2 separate regions of the Mus musculus genome follow, and region 1 is linked to region 2. Evidence: chromatin contacts called from public Hi-C data. All regions are on one chromosome and are shown on one strand. Each heading gives the region's core, a stretch centred on a gene start, on an enhancer-like site or on the middle of the called end of the contact. The rest is flanking DNA. Distances are from core to core; before and after follow the strand shown. Region 1 overlaps Pde4dip (phosphodiesterase 4D interacting protein (myomegalin)). Region 2 overlaps Pde4dip (phosphodiesterase 4D interacting protein (myomegalin)).

The links. Hi-C and Micro-C count contacts between places; a contact is called where the count stands out from the background.
Region 1: a contact with region 2 is called in a Hi-C map of granulosa cells, with 2.3 times the contacts expected there. The contact joins two enhancer-like sites. A contact is called at or near these places in 2 of 484 Hi-C or Micro-C datasets (granulosa cells and nephron progenitors), 2 of 115 datasets of contacts at active chromatin or transcription factors (craniofacial prominence and embryonic stem cells) and 3 of 9 other capture datasets (adipose tissue, liver and pancreatic islet).

Annotation. Positions count from the first base shown.
Region 1 is chr3:97,822,603-97,825,643 of GRCm38.p6, forward strand. Pde4dip (phosphodiesterase 4D interacting protein (myomegalin)) reads right to left here. Exons shown (of 47, transcript NM_001289701.1): 4 at 1,613-1,723. Among named protein-coding and RNA genes, the nearest start is that of Pde4dip, 65 kb to the right of the region's middle. Within about 2 kb of position 1,584, at least 141 of the 459 cell types and tissues checked have an H3K27ac peak or open chromatin away from gene starts, as enhancers often do. A contact at or near this core is called in granulosa cells, where this site is marked.
Region 2 is chr3:97,709,749-97,712,631 of GRCm38.p6, forward strand. Pde4dip (phosphodiesterase 4D interacting protein (myomegalin)) reads right to left here. Exons shown (of 47, transcript NM_001289701.1): 32 at 1,649-1,700; 33 at 473-696. Among named protein-coding and RNA genes, the nearest start is that of Gm31305, 14 kb to the right of the region's middle. Within about 2 kb of position 1,288, at least 8 of the 459 cell types and tissues checked have an H3K27ac peak or open chromatin away from gene starts, as enhancers often do. A contact at or near this core is called in granulosa cells, where this site is marked.

The DNA.
Region 1 (3,041 bases), core at 334-2,833, 110 kb after region 2:
GCCTGTCCACTCTGTCCTCATAAGACCAAGTAGAGATAGGTCATAGTTACCTGCATGGGATCCACCAGCAAGATGGATTCAGCGAGAGGATTGTCCTCACTATCAGTGACTTTGTGTTGTGACTCCCTGCCCATACCCTGTGGCAGCCATCATAATCTAGTCAATCATGCTTTTCCAGAAGACAGATGGTACCCTCTTTCATCCCACCCAGAGGATTCCTGAAGAATCATTTCTCCTTAGCCTGTACAGAGCAGAGAACGAGGCTAGATGATTCAAGCCTGTCACCTGACTGGGGAAAACCAGTCCTTTCCCTCCAGGGATCTAGAAGTTGCCCCTTCTGCCTAGGTTTGGGAACAGTTCACGGAAAGACTTCCTCCTGCTATACAGTGAAGAAATCTGTTCGCTCTTCCTACCACGAGGACCGCACAGCCATGCATCCTTCCCCATCTGCATTATCAAGCTATCAAGTCCCCTGAATCTCTTGTAGCTTCCAAGGAGACACATTCACTACACAGCCAGGGACAAGATGGCGTGGAGGTTGGAGGGGGTCTCCGGGAGAGTAAGAAGGGAACCCGGACATTCTGAAAAAAAGGAAAGAGACTAAAACCCCCAGAATCAACCAGTCCATACTAAATGAACATCATAACCATAGACGTCACTTGGATATCACCACCGCCCCTCTCAGATTCAGCAGTCCATATTAACTGAATTGGCCAGATAATCATGTGCGGTCTCACAGAGCCCAGCTGTTTTTCAGATCCGAATGCTAATGGCTCTTAAATCTCTCCAGCCTCTCAGACAGATCAAGGTAATGATCATGCAGCATTCTGGTGTAGACAGGTGGGTATTTATTGGGAGCTGAAATAAAATCGGAGGCAACCAACACTAGACACACGCATACTTCAGACCTCTTGCTTAGACCCCAAAAGGCTTGAGGAAATCAGTGTAGTGACCCGCCAAGAAACTTAATCCTTGTTACCCATCAGGACTCCAAGTCCCCTTCCCAACATGCAGTCTCATCTCACCCTCAGCTCTGCCAACAGGCTCACATCAATCAAGACAGCCCTCCCTAACAGGAGCTCCCTCCTCCCTCCTCCCTCCCTCCACCGTTCCATGGGTACCCCTTTTTTCCATTCTACCGAAAACAGATCCTAGGACTAAAATGTCTAAGACTCTGTTTCAAACGTGGATCTTGCCTGACCACCTTCAAATGAAAACATGAATTTCTCAGGAAAAAAAATCTCCTTGGTGGCTTCTCCACACCGTGACCTTACTTCCTCCGAAGCCCCAGAGCTGGAAGAGGACTTTAGGAGAATGGGTGGCCTGAGTCACTTTCCCCAGGCTCATTTTAACATGCAAATTTCTGGGCTTCCCCACCCAGCCCTTAAAGGTGAGAGTCTGGGGTAAACACAGGATCTACACCTTAGCTCAGGTGTGTTGCAACAGGGTTTGGAGCCTCTGGCTTTGCGTGGCCCCCTCCTGCATCACTGAAAAGAGGAAGAAAGCCGGCCCCAGAGAGGGGATGGGCCTGTCTGAGGTCACAGGGAAATACCCAGATTCAAAGCCCTGTCCCTCGCGGGCAAACAGTCCCAGGCGCGCTGGACTCACTCACCCGCTTGTAGACATCCTCCCGGCTGACTTCATACTTCTGTTGCATGCGCTCCTCCAGGAAGTAGATGCGCAGCTTGAGGCTGAAGTTCTCCTTCTTCAAGTCATTGAGGTGCTGGGACAGAGTGCGATATCCATTAGACATGGTGGGCGACCCATGGGGAGGAGCATGCCCGATCGCCCCCTTCACCCCAGGAACACAATGCAGCCTGGCCGCGGCATGGAGCGGGCAGGCTAGGATGCTGCTGAGGTTGTGGGACCCCGGAGGCTAAGGCGACATGGCCGCTGTTAGTGCGCTCCAGGACCTGGGACTGGGCTCTGGACTCTGGGTGCTGGAGCGCAACGCACTTTCTTTTTTTACCTCGGGGAGATATTTGCGGAATCCCTGACGGAGGAACATGCTGTGTGAACTCAGACACAAGTGGCAGTAACCCGACTCCAAGTCAGGACAGGGCTGTAAACTACGCCCCCCCCTACCCCGCCTCTCTCTCTCTCTCTCTCTCTCTCTCTCTCTCTCTCTCTCTCTCTCTCTCTCTCTCTCCTTTTCCTCCTCCCGACCCCCCCCCCAGCCTCAAGCCCCAGGGGGCAGTTAACAACTGTTTGGAAAGAGAGGGCCTGGCAGCTCCCCTCAAAACCTTCCCAGAAACGGGAAGAGGGTGGATAAGGTGGTACTGGGGTTGCAAAGGCAAGAGGGAACTGGAAGGGCAGTGGCCTGTGGGGAGGGAGGAGATGCAGGGTGCAGACTGAAACTGTGGAAAGAGTACATGTCCACGAAATGGCCCACAGACAAGTGACCAGAGCCAAGCAGCCTCTGTCAATCAGGTGTAAATCTTAAGGTGCTACCGACCAGAGAGGCATCCAATTCCCTTAGTGATCCAGAGCTCAGCCCCGCCAGGCCAGAGTCTTCAGTCTTTCTCCCTGGCCATTTTCAGTCCCGGGGCTGTAGGTTTTCAGTCTTTATTCCCGTGCTCTCTGCTCCCCGTACATATCACATACCCGCAAAGAAAGGGTGGATCTTAGCCGAGGGGGACGTCTACAAACTGTTTTTCAGTGAACAAAGAGAGGGAAGCCCAAGGGGTCCTCCCTCTGGGGAAGGAGTGTGGGAGTGCTGGGTGGGGGGGGCGGTGTGAGACAGCAACACCCCCGACCCCCATCTGGGAGGCCAAAGATTTCAGCCGCTCACTGGTTCCTAACTCCTGCACCTGCCTAATGGAGCTGGGCCATCATCACCAGATCCTGCTCATAAAGCAAGTTAAGATCCTTGAGTGACAGCTGCAACCTTAGCAGGAAGTGTTATTTATATCACATCACATGGGACTTTGAAGGTGACTGGGAGACAGCCCCATAGCCCAGATCCCAAAAGAGGTTTTTGATTTGGTAATACCAAGTTGGAAAAATCACAGTTAACATCAGTTAACATCTGAGATAAAAGA
Region 2 (2,883 bases), core at 38-2,537:
GGGACAAGGACCTATTGCAGTATTTATTTTCTTGCTTTCAATAGCTCCTTCGGTAAGAGAACTGCCCTTGGGGGGCAGAGGGAGTTGAGAACCTGAGGGAATTCCTGTGGCAGAGGCTCCGGGAACCCACAGATTCTCAGGGGCCACTGTGCCGAAACTGCAAGGACATAGGGTGCTCCATCTTAAAGAAGGAGGTCTAGCAGACAGAATCAATGAGAAGTAAAGGTTGGCCACCATCTTCTCACTTGGAATTACATGTCCTCATATGCCTGGTGGCAGTACTCAGAGTGACAGATGCTGGTAGAGTCAGGGACAGAGCAAGGATCCGAACCCTGGGGAGCCTGTGCTTGGGACTTGGTCCCAGAGCCATGTTGCGTTCCGCCTGCTACACACCAAAATGGTATAAGGCCTGGATCCCAAGGTCTCCTCTCAGTCTAGACAGAGAAGGTACCACTCTGATGGTGGAGGCTACCTGAGTGACTGGGTGAGGGTTTCTTCTCGTCGTAGTGTGTGTACTCGCTGGCTACGTCCATGTCAGAGCAGGCTTCTATGTCATCCGACAGGAAGGATGTGGTGCTGGCGGAGCGGTGGGAGTCAGACACGGCGTGGCTGCTTGGGGGTGAGAGAGACCGGGTATCCAGCTTGGCCTGCAGGACCTCAATTACTTTCTCTTTCTCCTGTAGTTCCCTGCTGAGCCTGGTGGGGAAGGAACAGGCCACAGGTGAAGCCAAGGTAACCCAGGCCAGCTAGTCTTCACTAAAGCCCACAGGGAAATCCACGTAAGCCAAAGGCACCATTCTGGGCATGGAGGGTATGTGTGCCATGAACAGCTAGGTGGCAGGAGCTATGCAGTAGACAGGCTACATGCTAAGCACCAGCAGGGGCACAGCGGGTCCCTTAGGGCGTGGCAACTTAACTAGACAGCAGCAGTCTAAGGACTATTAGCATCTCCAACAGGTATAAAAAATCAAAGGGAGCCATGAAAAATGTGGAACAAAACATTGTCACAGCATCCAAAACTAGGACAAGTGGCATCAGCTGGTTGGTTCAAGTATAGGCCCTTTGTATATCGCTGACAGATGAGAAACAACAACAAAAAAAGCCACAAATGCCATGTCCCTTACCACAGGCTTTTTGAGAAGGACTTAAGGGTCTGAGGCACAATCATGACACAAAGAGGTCAGACCAGTAGCCACAAATGACCCTGAGCCAGTGAGTTTGTGAGCACTACAAACTGTTTTCCCTAAGGAACTGCGGCCTTCCAGGGAACTACACCATCCGGGCCTCTTTCTCTCTATACTCTCATGGGATTCTTCTTTCTCCAAGGACACCGAGGGACTACTAAGCTAGCTGTCAATAAAACCCAGGGCAGGCTGACCTTGCAGGAAACTCCTGGGGTGGGGAGCAGGGAGGGGAAGTGGGCTCTTGATACACACAAGGTTCAGCCGTGGATCAGGCTGCTTCTAGCTTACCGTGCCTGAAACATCACTGCAGCAAAAAAATTCATATCAAAAGAAAAGAAAGAATTTGGAAGCAAGCCTCTGAGTGCTCAGTGAACTACTGCATTAATCTCGTCCACTTCCCCTCCTCATCTGTTAGTGTGGGGTTACCCTGACTGGATCCTTTAACCGACTGCCTTCAGAATTACCTGAGGGCCAGTGGCTCAAGCCCAGCTTCTTCCTTTTCACTCTTATGATCCTCTGAAAATCAAATGTAAAAAGTAACAAGTTAAATGGATTCCACGTCACACCTTAGAAAGCACAGGTCCCACAAAGACACAGAACAGCTATTATGCTACACATAAGTTCAGGAGAGTTACTTTGAGTGTTCAAACTATGTCTCTGTGTGTGCACATGTATACATACACATATGTATGTGTGTGTGTATGTATGTACATATGTGTTGTGTGTGCACATGCATGTGTATGCATGCAATACATGTGTGTATGTGTACATGCATGTGTATGCATGCAATACATGTGTATATGTGCACATGCACGTGTATGTGTACATGTAGGGTTAGGGTTACAATGTAGTTTGTGTGTCCTGTGTACATGTGCACGTGTGTTCATGTGTGTGCATATATGTGTGAGAGTGTTCATGCTTGTTGAGGCTGGGGGGGGGGTGGCAACCTTGGGTATTATTGCTCAGAGGAGCCATTCACCACTTTCCCCATATTTTTTGAGACAGTCCATCACTGAACTTGGACTCACCAACTAAGCAAGTCTGTCTGGCCAGCAAGCCCAGGGGACTCATCTGTCCCTGGCTCTTCGGGGCTATGGCAACAAGTGTGTGCTGCCATGTACAGGTTGTTTATGTAGATTCTGGGGACTGAATCTAGGTCTTCTTGCTTGCCAGGCCAGCACTTTACTAACCAAGCTACGTCTCCAGCCCTGAGTTATGTCCTTTTCGTCAGCATAAATTAACTATACAAAATGGTGGACTTCATCGTAAGCCTTCCACAGATGTACATAAGGCCTGTGATCATAAAGGCCTCTGTTGCCCACATTTACCCCCTTCTGCTGGGCACTGTTCTCTAAGCTTGGCCCCCTCTGTCATGCTTGCCATTACTAATATTTTTAGATTGTTTCCTGACTCCACTTGTGAGGGAACACCCGTGATAAGACTTCTTTAGTGTGGGGAGCAGGTAGCTCACCTAATCTCACCAGGGAGACGCTCCCTGACATGGAGGTCACAACCATGACTTCATATGTCTAAATCCGGGCTAATACCTGAATGTATTTTTTCTCACTGATCACAAGATACTTCCCCAGCTGTTCTCTGGAATTTTTCAGCCTCCACATTCTGTGGCAGACTGACTCCCACATACAAGGGCATGTGACTGTAAACTCATATCAGCCTTTCTATCTGAGACAAGTCCCTT